2 separate regions of the Mus musculus genome follow, and region 2 is linked to region 1. A link is a contact called in public promoter capture Hi-C data. All regions are on one chromosome and are shown on one strand. Each heading gives the region's core, a stretch centred on a gene start, on an enhancer-like site or on the middle of the called end of the contact. The rest is flanking DNA. Distances are from core to core; before and after follow the strand shown. Region 1 holds the start of Ier3 (immediate early response 3). Region 2 holds the start of Trim26 (tripartite motif-containing 26).

Region 1 (6,038 bases), core at 939-3,438:
TCCTTTCTCCAATGACACTCAATGGATTACCTAAATCAAGTGATCTCATGCTAGTCCTGGAGCCTCATTTCAGTCAGGTTGCTGTTAGTCCCTGCCCGAGGTCCCTACAGTAGCTTGTTGCCCCTCATATTCTTCCCCTCGGGGGCATGGTCCTCATCCCAGGCAGCTTCCAGTTTAGACTGCTCTTATTCCTGGCCTGTGCTCTATGATCTGGGGTCAAACGTGGGTTTTCAGCCTGTCTGGTGAGCTCTCCTCTCTGCCCAGCTCCTCTCCCACCATCCCACTGTTAGCACTTTCCATGACTCCTACACAGGAAACTTACTGTGAGGTGGCTTTTCTTGAGATTCCCCCAAATCAATCCTGTACTTTTCCAGCTTTGAGCCTCTGCTGATTTTTTTCTTTTTTTTCTTTTTTCTTTTTTTACAGTCACCCTTTACATCTGCATGTGTCATATCCCACCTAACGGGTCATCTCAAATGTCACCCCTGACTGAAGCCTCCCTTACTATGAGTCAGATGTGAACACTAACTCCTCAGGGTCCCCATCAGAAGAGTCTGGTCATGGTTCCCTCCTAAGTCCAGGGGATAAAATCTTTCAGACCAAAGTGACAGATTTACCTGGCTTGCTTTCCTCTCATGGAACTGAGCTCGGAGCTCTCAAGAGTGCACATATATTCATATATAATTCAATTGCTTATTCGGGAGTGTGTATGTGTGGGCATATGTGACCACGTATGGGAGTCAGAGGGTGACTTTCTAAGAATTAGTTATCTTCTTTGACCACGTGGATCCCAGGGATCAAACTCAGGACATCAGACTGAGCCATCTCACCCAAATTGTTTGTTTTAAGATATCTCTCTTACTCTCTCTCTCTTTTTTTTTTCTTTTTTTTCTTTTTTAGTTTTTCGAGACAGGGTTTCTCTGTATAGCCCTGGCTGTCCTGGAACTCACTCTGTAGACCAGGCTGGCCTCAAACTCAGAAATCCACCTGCCTCTGCCTCACAAGTGCTGGGATTAAAGGCATGCACCACCACGCCCAGCGATATGTCTCATTTTTACTTTATGCATATGAGTCTTTTGTCTTTGAGTATGTATGTGTACCACATGCATGTAGATGCCTACAGAGATCAAAAAGGGAAAAGGGCATCAGATCTCCTGGGACTGGATGCGAGATGCCACTTGAGTTCTGGAAACTGATTCCAGGTCCTCTGCAAAAGCAGCAGTGTTCTTAAGAACTGTGCCACCAGTGTCTCCCCCCCCCCCCCTTCTATGTTATGGTTTTGGTTTGTTTGTTTGTTTGTCGTTTGAAACTGGAGCTTGCTTTGCTGTGTCTTCCTGCCTCCGCTTGGCAGGCTGGGAAGAGGGCTGAAGTTTCATGTTGTGATGGGTAGTTTCCACCACACTTTCACTCGGACTGTTAGAGGTGCTCAGAAATGTTGACTTCTGTGTTCAGGGAAAGCGGTCTCTCAAGCATTACGGGGATCCCGTGGGTTCCTAATGGTGCTATTGACGACGGGCACAAAGTCTCATAATTTTAGAAACTTCACTTATTTTGTGACCCACCTAGTATGGGGCAAAGGCAGGAGCTTCGGACTTCCTGTCTTCCCTCTATCCCTTTGAATAGCGTCTCGGGAGTGTCCCTAAGTAACCATTGCAGTTTTGTGTCCGTGTGCTCTGTTGAAATCTCTGTGATGTGTGTATGGTTTTCACGTGAACGGAGGCAGGCAGAGCCCGGTCTGTGGGTTCTAGTGTGTTCTTTATCTTCTTGGAAGTTTGTGCAATGACTTCCCTCCTGTTTCCTGCGCATACCTCCAAGTAAGTACGTGAATGTGTTTTCTGTGGTCCCTTGATCTTGCTGGACTTCACTAAGGAGGGTGGCTGGACCATCTGCTACGTGTCTGAGAGCCCCTCTCTAGCTACCTCATGTCCGGACGTGAGCTTACTCCCAATGTTTTTACCCACAAGCATTCACTACTCCCAGGAAAGAACGTGCACTGGGGCACCTAGAGAATAACCAATCAAGGCTCCGCCTACATTTTGCTTCCTCCTTGGAATTTCCAGCCCCTTGCAGCCAACTGCTCCCCAGCTGCGAAGGGCGGAGTTCCCCCCGGCCCGGCCCCTTCTTTGGCTCTATAAGTAGCTCTGCTTTGCGGGGGATTTGCACTCCTCTACACTCTCTGCACAACGTCTAAATTATGTGCCACTCGCGCAACCATCTCCACACCATGACTGGCCTGAGGGCCCCTTCTCCAGCTCCCTCCACCGGCCCGGAACTCCGGCGGGGCTCTGGTCCCGAAATTTTCACCTTCGACCCTCTCCCGGAGCGGGCCGTGGTGTCCACCGCGCGTTTGAACACTTCTCGCGGGCACCGAAAACGCAGCCGAAGGGTGCTCTACCCTCGAGTGGTGAGTATCGCCCGAGTGGGCATCAGGAGGTCGCGTCGCCCTGGAACTTGTAGGTAACAACTAGGCGCAGGGACCTTCGATCTGACGTTTCCCTCTTTTATCTGCTCAGGTCCGGCGCCAGCTACCAACCGAGGAACCCAACATTGCCAAGAGGGTCCTCTTTCTCCTGTTCGCCATCATCTTCTGCCAGATTTTGATGGCTGAAGAGGGTGTGTCGCAGCCCCTGGCTCCGGAGGATGCTACCAGCGCCGTGACACCTGAGCCCATTTCTGCGCCCATTACTGCGCCCCCGGTCCTCGAGCCTTTGAACCTGACCTCGGAGTCCTCGGACTATGCGCTGGATCTTAAAGCTTTTCTCCAGCAACATCCGGCGGCCTTCTAAACGCGATGGGTCACAGTCCGAAGAAACAAAGGCACCATGGATGGGTACCTGGTGCGAGAGAACGTATCCCAAACTGGGATTTCTAAGGCAACGCTAACTCAGAACACTACCGCCAAGAGACACCGCGGGTCCTGGCTAGGCCCACTGGGGACGGACAGAGACTTTCTCCGTGTCTAATTAATATTTATGTATTTATGTATATCCTCCTAGGTGAAGGAGGGGTGTATGTAATATTTATTCTAACTTATGCAGGGGTGCGAGATATGCCTCCCTGCTGTAACACAGATATTTATTACGATTTATAGGGTCGGTAAGACAGAGTTGTGGGAGGGAGGACCCGGGTGGTAGGACTCCCAGCTTGGGGATTAGTCTGGGGGGGGTGTAATAAGATTAGGGGTAACACTCCGTCTTCCAGCACTTCAACTCTGTAGTCTGTTGTAAGGCTTTGGAAGACCCTTGGGAATCCGGCCTTTGATGTCTTCTGGTTGCTTCTCAGGGGCAGCTGCAGGAGTCTTGGGTCCATGGATTGTCAGAGGGCGGCTGTCTGGGGTCGCCTAGTATGTATGTTCTGTGAACACGAATAAACTTGATTTGCCTGTCATTATTATCTGCAGTTCTCGAAGTGTATCATTCAAGCGGGGGGGAGGGGGGAGTGGCGGGAGGATGTGACTAGGTGCCCAGTCCTCACCCTTTCTTGGGTCCTGAACTCTTTCTTGGAGTTACAGACCTATATCCGGTCACCGGATGCAGTCATACATTGCTGGGTGTGCGGTTTTCCCAGTTAGAGAGTGGTGTGGCAACCTGCTTACTCATGGCAGGCGGCGGGTATTCAGGAACCAGAGTGGAAGGGCGTGGCCTCGGTTGGGGGCGGAGCTTCCACGCCAATGCTTCGAGCGGGGGGGGGGGGGGGTTGGTTGTTGGTGGGGGGGAGAATGTCTGGCATCCCCCTGGGCTGCCGAGAACTGTAGTGCTGCGGACCCGAGCGGAGCCTGCCGGGAAAGGGGCGGACCGAGGGGTTGGGAGGGGGCGGGGTCGCGTCTGTTGCTGCAACAGGGTGCGGCCGGGTGGGGGGCGCAAGTGCAGCTTCCACTAAGCCGGGTGTCCGAGCAGTCCCCACCCCGTTCTGGGGTTCTGCGGGCCTCCGCGCTTCTCAAGACCCCGGTGGGGTTGCTTACGGGGACGTTCCGGAAGGTGAGTGGGGATGGGAGGCGGAGCCTTGGGCTACTGAAGAGCCTGGAGGCTGCGGAACTGCTGCAGACCCCTGGGCGCGGGAGAGCTTTGTGTGGTAGAGGGGCTAGGGGGCGCGGTGAGAGGAAGACTGTGAGAATCAACTGGCACAGAGGAAGAAGTCCGGGGGGGGGGTGTCTTAGGACTGTCACAGGGGCGCTCAAGGGACTGGGCGGTGGCAGAGGCAGTTGGTGCTCCTGATAGGAGGGTAAGGAGGTGCCACAGGGCCCCTTCCCCTTTGCAAAGGCTTCCTCTCTATTCCTCTCCAGCTGCAGCTTCAACCATGTTTTTCACTTGTGGCCCAAATGAGGCCATGGTGGTCTCCGGTAAGTCTCCTCCCAGCCAGTGACACCCACCCCACGCCCTCCCTTAAACCTGACCTATGCCCCCTCCTGTCCGCACCAGCTTCCCAGCCCTTACGTTCTGCCTGCGACGGCCACAAACCACCTGTGATTCCCAGCCTCCAAAGCATAGAATTCTCCCCACCCCCACCCCCACCCCAGCATCCAGATTCTCCTCATGGGCGTTCCACCTTTTACCCCAATGGTCTTCAGCTTTGCCACGGTCACATTATGCCCCCACAATACAGGGTTCTGCAGGAGCCCCCCAGTCATGGTGGCCGGAGGCCGAGTGTTTGTCCTACCCTGCATTCAGCAAATCCAGAGGTAGGTAGCAACAGAACCCAGGAAGGGAACCCATTTTCCTCTCTCTCTCTCTTACTGTCTGCTCCTTTTCCCCTAGGATCTCTCTCAACACACTGACCCTCAATGTCAAGAGTGAAAAGGTTTATACCCGCCACGGGGTCCCCATCTCAGTCACGGGCATTGCCCAGGTGAGGCTCTCAGAGCCTTCCTCCCAAAGCCCACCCCCACCTTTCTCCTGGCCATTAAGCACCTCTGGCCGTGGACTTCTCAACTCTGTCTTTCCGCTGGTCTCACCTTCAGCCGCCGCCCCCAAGACCCCTAGCTCTTGCTCCTCCTCTCCTTGCTTCCACCATCATACCCTTTCTATCTCTACTACGGCCGCAGGTGAAAATCCAGGGCCAGAACAAGGAGATGCTGGCAGCTGCCTGCCAGATGTTCCTGGGGAAGACAGAGGCGGAGATTGCCCACATTGCCCTGGAGACACTGGAAGGCCACCAGAGGGCAATCATGGCCCACATGACTGTGGAGGTAGGGCCAGGGGACAGGAGAAAACCTGGGTGGCATGTCAGGATGAGAAGACCATGACAGACCAGCTCACCTGTGACAGGTGATGAATCTGACTGCCCTCTTCCTACTGTTCTTTCTCTGTAGGAGATCTATAAGGATAGACAGAAATTCTCAGAGCAGGTTTTCAAAGTGGCCTCCTCCGACCTGGTCAACATGGGTATCAGCGTGGTTAGCTACACTTTGAAGGATATTCATGATGACCAGGTAAAAATAGTCGGTCGAGGCAGACTTGATAGCTGGCACCTATAATCCCAACACTGGGGTGGGGGCGGGGTGGGGGCCTAAAGCAGGAGGTCATCTGGGCTACATATGAATTCCATTCCAGCCTGGGCTACATAATGAGTTCCGGACTAGCCCTGGCTATGAGATGAGATCCTGTCTCAAAACAAAACAGCCTGATGTGGTGGTGCAGGCCTTTAATCCCAGCACTCAGGAGGCAGAGGCAGGTGGGTCTCTGTGAGTTGGAGCTCAGTCTGGTCTACAAGGCAAGTATGAGAGAGACCTGTATAATAAACCTTATCTCAAAGAACAGAATGTGATTAGTGATAGAGCAGTGACCTAGCCTAGTGTGCTGGGGGCCCCCCGGCTCCATCCTACACCACAAGACAAACAAAAGCCAAGGCAGTTGATCCTTCCTGATCCCATCTCAAACCCTCCTGAGACTGATTTCCCTCTCGCACAGGATTACTTACACTCGTTAGGAAAGGCTCGCACGGCACAAGTCCAAAAAGATGCTCGGATTGGCGAAGCAGAGGCCAAGAGAGATGCCGGGATACGGGTGAGGGAGATGGGGCTGCTCGGTCACCACTGGCTT
Region 2 (6,038 bases), core at 1,824-4,323, 1.0 Mb after region 1:
CACATATGAAACACTTTGGTTGGCTTTTCAACACAAGGTTTGCGATGGTTTGTATATGCTTGTCCCAGTGCGTGGCACTATTAGGAGGTGTATCCTTGTTGGAGTAGGTGTGTCACTATGGGCATGGGCTTTAAGATCCCCATCCTAGCTGCCAAGAAGTCAGTCTTCCACTAGCAGCCTTCAGATGAAGATGCAGGACTCTCAGCTCTGCCTGCACCATGCCTCCCTGGATGCTGCCATGCTCCCACCTTGATAATAATAGACTGAACCTCTGAACTTGTAAGCCAGCCCCAATTAAATGTCCTTTATTAGACTTGCCTTAGTCATGGTGTCTGTTCCCAGCAGAAAAACCCTAACTAAGACAAGGTTTCTCAGTTCAGGCTTAGCTATCCTGATATTCAATCTGTAGACCATGCTAACCTCAGACTCGGAGATCTACCTGCCTCTGCCTCCAGAATGTTGAGGTTAAAGCCTATGTACTGTAAAAGTAACTTTTATTCACTTGGTGTAATTGTCATCTCAGATGGAGGCTTACTGAACTCTGGCTGGCTGGTCAACTCAACTGTTCTGGCTCAAACTCCTCTCCAAGCTGACAGATTAGTCTGGCTTCTCTCTCATCCTCTGACTTTTTGCTCTGCTTGGCCTCAAACTAACTCAGGTAATCTGTTCTGATCTTCTGGTTTCTTCTCATTCTCTGAATCGTTCTGTCTTCACCTGTGTCTAGCTTATCTCTCTTCAACCTGTCTCTGTAAAACTCTCCTGGTAAAACTACCTTCTCTCTTTCTGCACTCTCTTATGCGGTCTCACTTTCCTTTCTGTTCTCATGAGAGATGGGCATATCCTACTCTGTCAAATCTTTCTTTGATTCGTCACTTTGTCTGTCACTCAACTAGACATCACTTTCAAACATAGGTGCTTCCTTCGACTAACTTGACCTTCATTGTTTGAGAAAAAAGGTGTGTGCCAAGGCTGAGCCACACCACAACCAGAAACAGGTTTTTCCAGTGAACAACGCAGTCTCACAGGGTTAACGGTGTGATCAAACATCCTGCAACAGTGTGCCACCATGGCTGGCTTATTTGTTTATTTTATATGTGAGTAGTTCACCCGCATGCGTGTATGGGCCTGACCTGTCTGTATGCCTGGTGCCCAAAGAGATCAGAGTCTAGAATCCCCTGGATCTGAAATTAAAGGCAGTTGTGAATTGTCTTATGGTTGCTGGGCGTGGAATCCAGGTTTTCTACGAGAATAATTGCCCTTAACTTCTGAGCCATCTCTCCACACCCACATCTAAAAAAAAAAACCAAAAAAACAAAAAAACAAAAAACAACAACAAAAAACCCAAAAACAAAAAACAACAACAAAAAAAAAACCCACTATCAGTGTATGAGACATGCATAAATAAATCAAAATAGATTAATGTATGGTGGGTTACCCATTTAGACAGTGAATGAAAAAACAAGTGTTAGTCAACCGAGAGTCACCCACATTTCCAAAACCAAGCTCCCCTATCCCCTGCCCTTCAATCCTCATCATTACTAAAGACCAATGGGACCTGGCTTTTTTTTCACTTTCGCCACTGTCCTGCATTTTCACTATATGCATGTTCCATACCCCATATTATAAAGCCTGCACCATCACAGCCTGCCCTGCTTCTCACTCCACTTCCAATAAATCTTTTTCATGAGCTCTGTTGTGTAATATGATTTTTTTTTTTTTTGGCAGCATTCCTTGGCTCTGACCATCGTTGAGGTACTCCCTGTGACTATTCCTTAAGTATGGAGAAGATTTTTATTGTAGATATAAGGGAAACGCAGGCAGAGTGGGAAGAACCGGTACTGAATATGGGCAGCCTGGTCTACAGAGCGAGTTCCAGGACAGCCAGAGCTACATAGTGAGACTCTGTCTCTAAACAAAACAAAACAAAGCTCCCACCCCCAATATCAACTGAAAGAGCAGGTATCTAGTGATTTTAGGGTGTGCTGAGATCAAAGTCCAGAGCACAGGCATCCAGAACTCCGCTCCACCCCCTACAACAGCTCACAGGAAACTCAAAAGCACTCCCCATATGTTGGTGAAATGTTAGGACTTAGGACTCGGAGCCCTCCTGCAGCTCGGACTACTTCTTTGGAAGTAGCAGGAACTGTGGATTTCCTGCAGAGCAGAAAGCTGTGTGCAAAAAGGGCTTTCAGGCTAGTGGGCGTGGTCGAGTCCTTGGCTGTGGAGCTGCAGGAGGCTCTCAAAGCTCCTGTAGAGGGCCTCAGTACCAGATATTGCAGGTTCTGTAGTTTTTCTCAGTTTTCAACAAATTCCCCCTTCGTAGCCCAGGCTGGTATTGAACTCTAATGCCTCGGTTTCCCTAGCGCCAGGATCTTTAAATGTTTTGCATTTATTTATTTAGCGTAGGTGGAGAGTGCATGTGCTTGTGGAGCTTAGAGGACAACCAGAATAGATGTTCTCATGTCCCATCATGTGGGGGATATGGGATTTGAAAGCCAGTCATCTGATTTGGTGGCAAGCATCTTTACCCACTGAACTATCACTGTGGTGTGGGGTGGAGTGTGGAATGTGTATGTGTGTTTACTTTGTTCTGTACAGCAGGAACAGCACCTGCCTTGTGTAAGGAAGGCTAGTTGTCAAAAATGGTTCATCCTAGCCAGGAGCTTCGAAAATGATATTTGTGATGGATCTTGGAAAAACTTGATAGACTGGTCTGATCTTAGTTAGAGGCAGGCCCTGAGGAGGAAACCCCATCTAAAACCCAGCCCTTGCAGACACCCCAGCCCACCCCTAACCGCAGGGAATCAGAAATGGGGTCTCGAAAGCTATGGGGGCTTCAGCACCCTAACCTACACGAGGCCTCGCGCGACCTCAGCAGCTGGAAGACAACCGTGACGCACTGGCCGCTTCCGATTTCACTTTCCTTTTCTCGGGCCCGGCCGCTTCACCTCTTTGGCCGCTGCCTGGGGATTTGCCCAGTGATCAGTGACGTCAAGAATCCTGAAGTTCCCATTGGAGGATGGAGTTTGGCAAGAGCCAATCCCAGGGCTGGTCCCAGAGAAATCTCGGCGGAGGGCCCGGAGCTCCCGGAGACTGCTGGGCGGGGAGACTGTGGTGCCGGCTGCTTGCTCAGGACCTACCCCGCGGAGCAGCTCCAGGGAGAGGAGTGACCCGGCCCGGAGAGCGGCGCGGGTGAGTGCGGTTTGCACTGGTGAGGAGACGCGGAGGAGCGGCCGCCGTGCGACCCGGGTGGGGACAGCGAAGGCGGCCGCGGGCCCTGGGCAGGGCTAACCAGGCCCGGGCGCGCGGGACGGCGAGCTCGCGTGAGCGCCGCGTCCCCGGCTCGCCTTTGGGCCTTTCGCCCTGAGCTCGCCGTGTTCCTTCCTCCTCAGGTCCAACCCAGACTTACTTCAGTCTCTTCCAGTCCCCAGAGCCAGAAGTGAGCGGGACCCGGATGACGTTCCACCTGGTGGCTTGGAGCCCTGCATGACCAGAAGCAGGTCTTATATTTATGTATCTGTTTATTTTTTTTTTATTTATTTATCCTCAGAGTAAACTGGTTTAGCTAGTTGTACCAAGAGCTGTGCGTTCGTTATCACTGATGATTTTACTACCTAATTAGCTTAGGAAAAGAAAGTATAAACCTGGCTGTGGACTGGTGCACGCCTTTACACCCAGTGCTTGGGAGTTAGAGGCCAGTCTGGTTTACAGACTAAATGAATTCTAGGATAACCAGGGCTACAAAGAGAGCCCCTGTCTTGACCCCCACCCCCACCCCCACCCAAAAAAAAAAAAAAGAAAAGAAAAGAAATGTATGAATTTAACTTTGGGAAGTGAATAGGAGGAGACACTTAACAATTCCCCGTACATTCCAGATTTTGACAACACAACCATTTGTGTGTGTTTCAAAGAAGGGAAGAATGACATGCGCTCGTTCATGCATGCCTGAACCCCTTGTTAGTGAGATGGATTCATGATGCCTAGAGTATTCCTCCCAAGTTAAAACAAACAAACAAACAAACCCATATTTTTCTAAAAGAAAGCTTTCATTAATGCCTTTAAAACTGCAACTTTTAAATTTGATAATGATGACGATGGTGATGACAACGACAGGGTGTCTCCATGTATCCAAAATGGTCTGAAACTGACCATGGCAGCCCAGGTTAGCCTCCTGCCTCGAGTGCTTCGATTACAGAGATTACAGGCATCTGCCCACACTTTTGAATACACTTAATTTTTTTTAGAACAGTTGTACATTTACAGAAAAAATTGAGAAAACAGTGTGTGAAGTGTCTATAACTCCCAACTGATTTCCTTTCATTGACAAATAACACATTATTATTGGCCAAAGTCCACACACTATATTTATTCACCTTTTCCTTTTCACCTTATCCCTCCATATTCTCACCCAGGTTGCTGCACTGCATTGGTTTTTAGATTTGGTTTCAGAGTTTTCAGAGACACTTATGTAATGGATACCTCAGATAATGAACACACGAGGAGAAAGGTTGATTTTGGTTCACAGGCTTAGAAGTTGCAGCATATGACCCATTGGTACCTGTTGATCTGGGCCTACCATGAGGCAGCAGGCACAGAGAGAGCAGTGCGCAGAAGAACAAAACCACTCATGTAATAGGCAGGAAGAGAGGAGAAAGAGATACATCAGCATGCCACAGCCCCCTTCTATGATGCTATCTCAGTGTCCTAAAGTGGTACACCTCGTAAGGTCTGAATTGGTTTTCAGTAGTGCTGATGCAAGGAACAAGCCTCTGTAGACCAGGCTGGCCTCGAACTCAGAAATCCGCCTGCCTCTGCCTCCTGAGTGCTGGGATTAAAGGCGTGCGCCACCACGCCCAGCAGAACAAGCCTTTTTCACGTGGACTTTTGAAGCATATTCTGATATAAACACTTGGATGTGTGTTTGTATGGTATATCTTACTATTTTTTTTTATTTATTTTTCTTATTCACTTTACATCCTGTTCACTGCCCCCTTCCAGGTCACCCCCTCCCACAGTCCTTCCCCTATCCCTCCTTCCCTTCTCCTCTGGGGTAGGCGATGACTCTGGGTGTCCCCTCCAACCCCCAACATTTTAAGTCTCTGAGAGGCCGGGTGCTTCCTCTTTCACTGAGGCCGGCAAGGCAGCCTAGCTAGAACAGATCCTACACGTGGGCTTTTGGGATAGCCCCAGCTCCAGTTGATTAGGACCCACATGAAGCTGCACATCTGCTGCTACATATGAGGGAGGAGGCCTAGGTCCAGCCCGTGTGTATGTTCTTTGGTTGGTAGTTCATACTCTGAGAGCCACTCTTAAGATTGGGTTTGTGTGTTAAAGAATACAGTTAAGTTGCCATATTCAGCACAGCTTAGTAAGGATTTCATGTCAAGATTTAGGTGCAGCCCTCCTCACCCAGCTGAGTGTTTGCTGGTTTTCTACATTGTCAAGTTTTGCATTGCAGTTTTTTCCCTTTGCATACAGTATTACTGGGAAGGAAGTCACTTTGTTCATCTAAGGAATTAGGGAGTTACGGATTTTAAATTATTCCCTGTGGGAAATGTGTCCACTTCATTAATTTGTTCATCTCTTTATATCAGTATGGACTTGCAGGTATTGATACTTGCAAGATTGGATTACAGTCCAATAGTGCTTTTGTTGTTGTTGTTGTTGTTGCTGCTGAAATCAGTGCAGCTTTGAGTATTGAAAGCTGATTGCCTCCATGTCTCTCCTCTTTTAATGATGCCTTTTGAGTAAACACTCGTGTATACGTGACCTTCCAAACTTCAGACAACTTGGCCAAACAATTTCCTTTGCTAAGAGATAAGAAAATCTGGGTCTGGGGAGTTGGCTCCATGGTTAACAGGATTTCTTGTTCTTTGAGAAGACCTAGGTTCAGTTTTCAGTACCCACATGGCTCGTAACCATCTATATATAACTCCAGGTCCAGGATATCTAACACCCTCCTCTGAACTCTGCAGGCACTGCATGCATGTGGTGAGAAAACACCTGCACCCACAAAATAAATCTAAAGACTTGAGAAG

The links. Promoter capture Hi-C pulls out the DNA fragments that hold promoters and counts their contacts.
Region 2: a contact with region 1 is called in a promoter capture Hi-C map of pre-B cells, with 7 times the contacts expected there. The contact joins the promoter of Trim26 here to the promoter of Ier3 in region 1. A contact is called at or near these places in 2 of 39 promoter capture datasets (hippocampal neurons and pre-B cells) and 1 of 115 datasets of contacts at active chromatin or transcription factors (pancreatic cancer cells).

Annotation. Positions count from the first base shown.
Region 1 is chr17:35,819,525-35,825,562 of GRCm38.p6, forward strand. Ier3 (immediate early response 3) reads left to right here and starts at 2,189. Exons shown (of 2, transcript NM_133662.2): 1 at 2,189-2,404; 2 at 2,514-3,387. The coding sequence starts at 2,195. The coding sequence ends at 2,786. Flot1 (flotillin 1) reads left to right here and starts at 3,833. Exons shown (of 13, transcript NM_008027.2): 1 at 3,833-3,977; 2 at 4,283-4,339; 3 at 4,603-4,678; 4 at 4,755-4,845; 5 at 5,042-5,185; 6 at 5,309-5,428; 7 at 5,907-6,002. The coding sequence starts at 4,297.
Region 2 is chr17:36,834,073-36,840,110 of GRCm38.p6, forward strand. Trim26 (tripartite motif-containing 26) reads left to right here and starts at 3,074. Exons shown (of 10, transcript NM_001025599.3): 1 at 3,074-3,192; 2 at 3,393-3,500.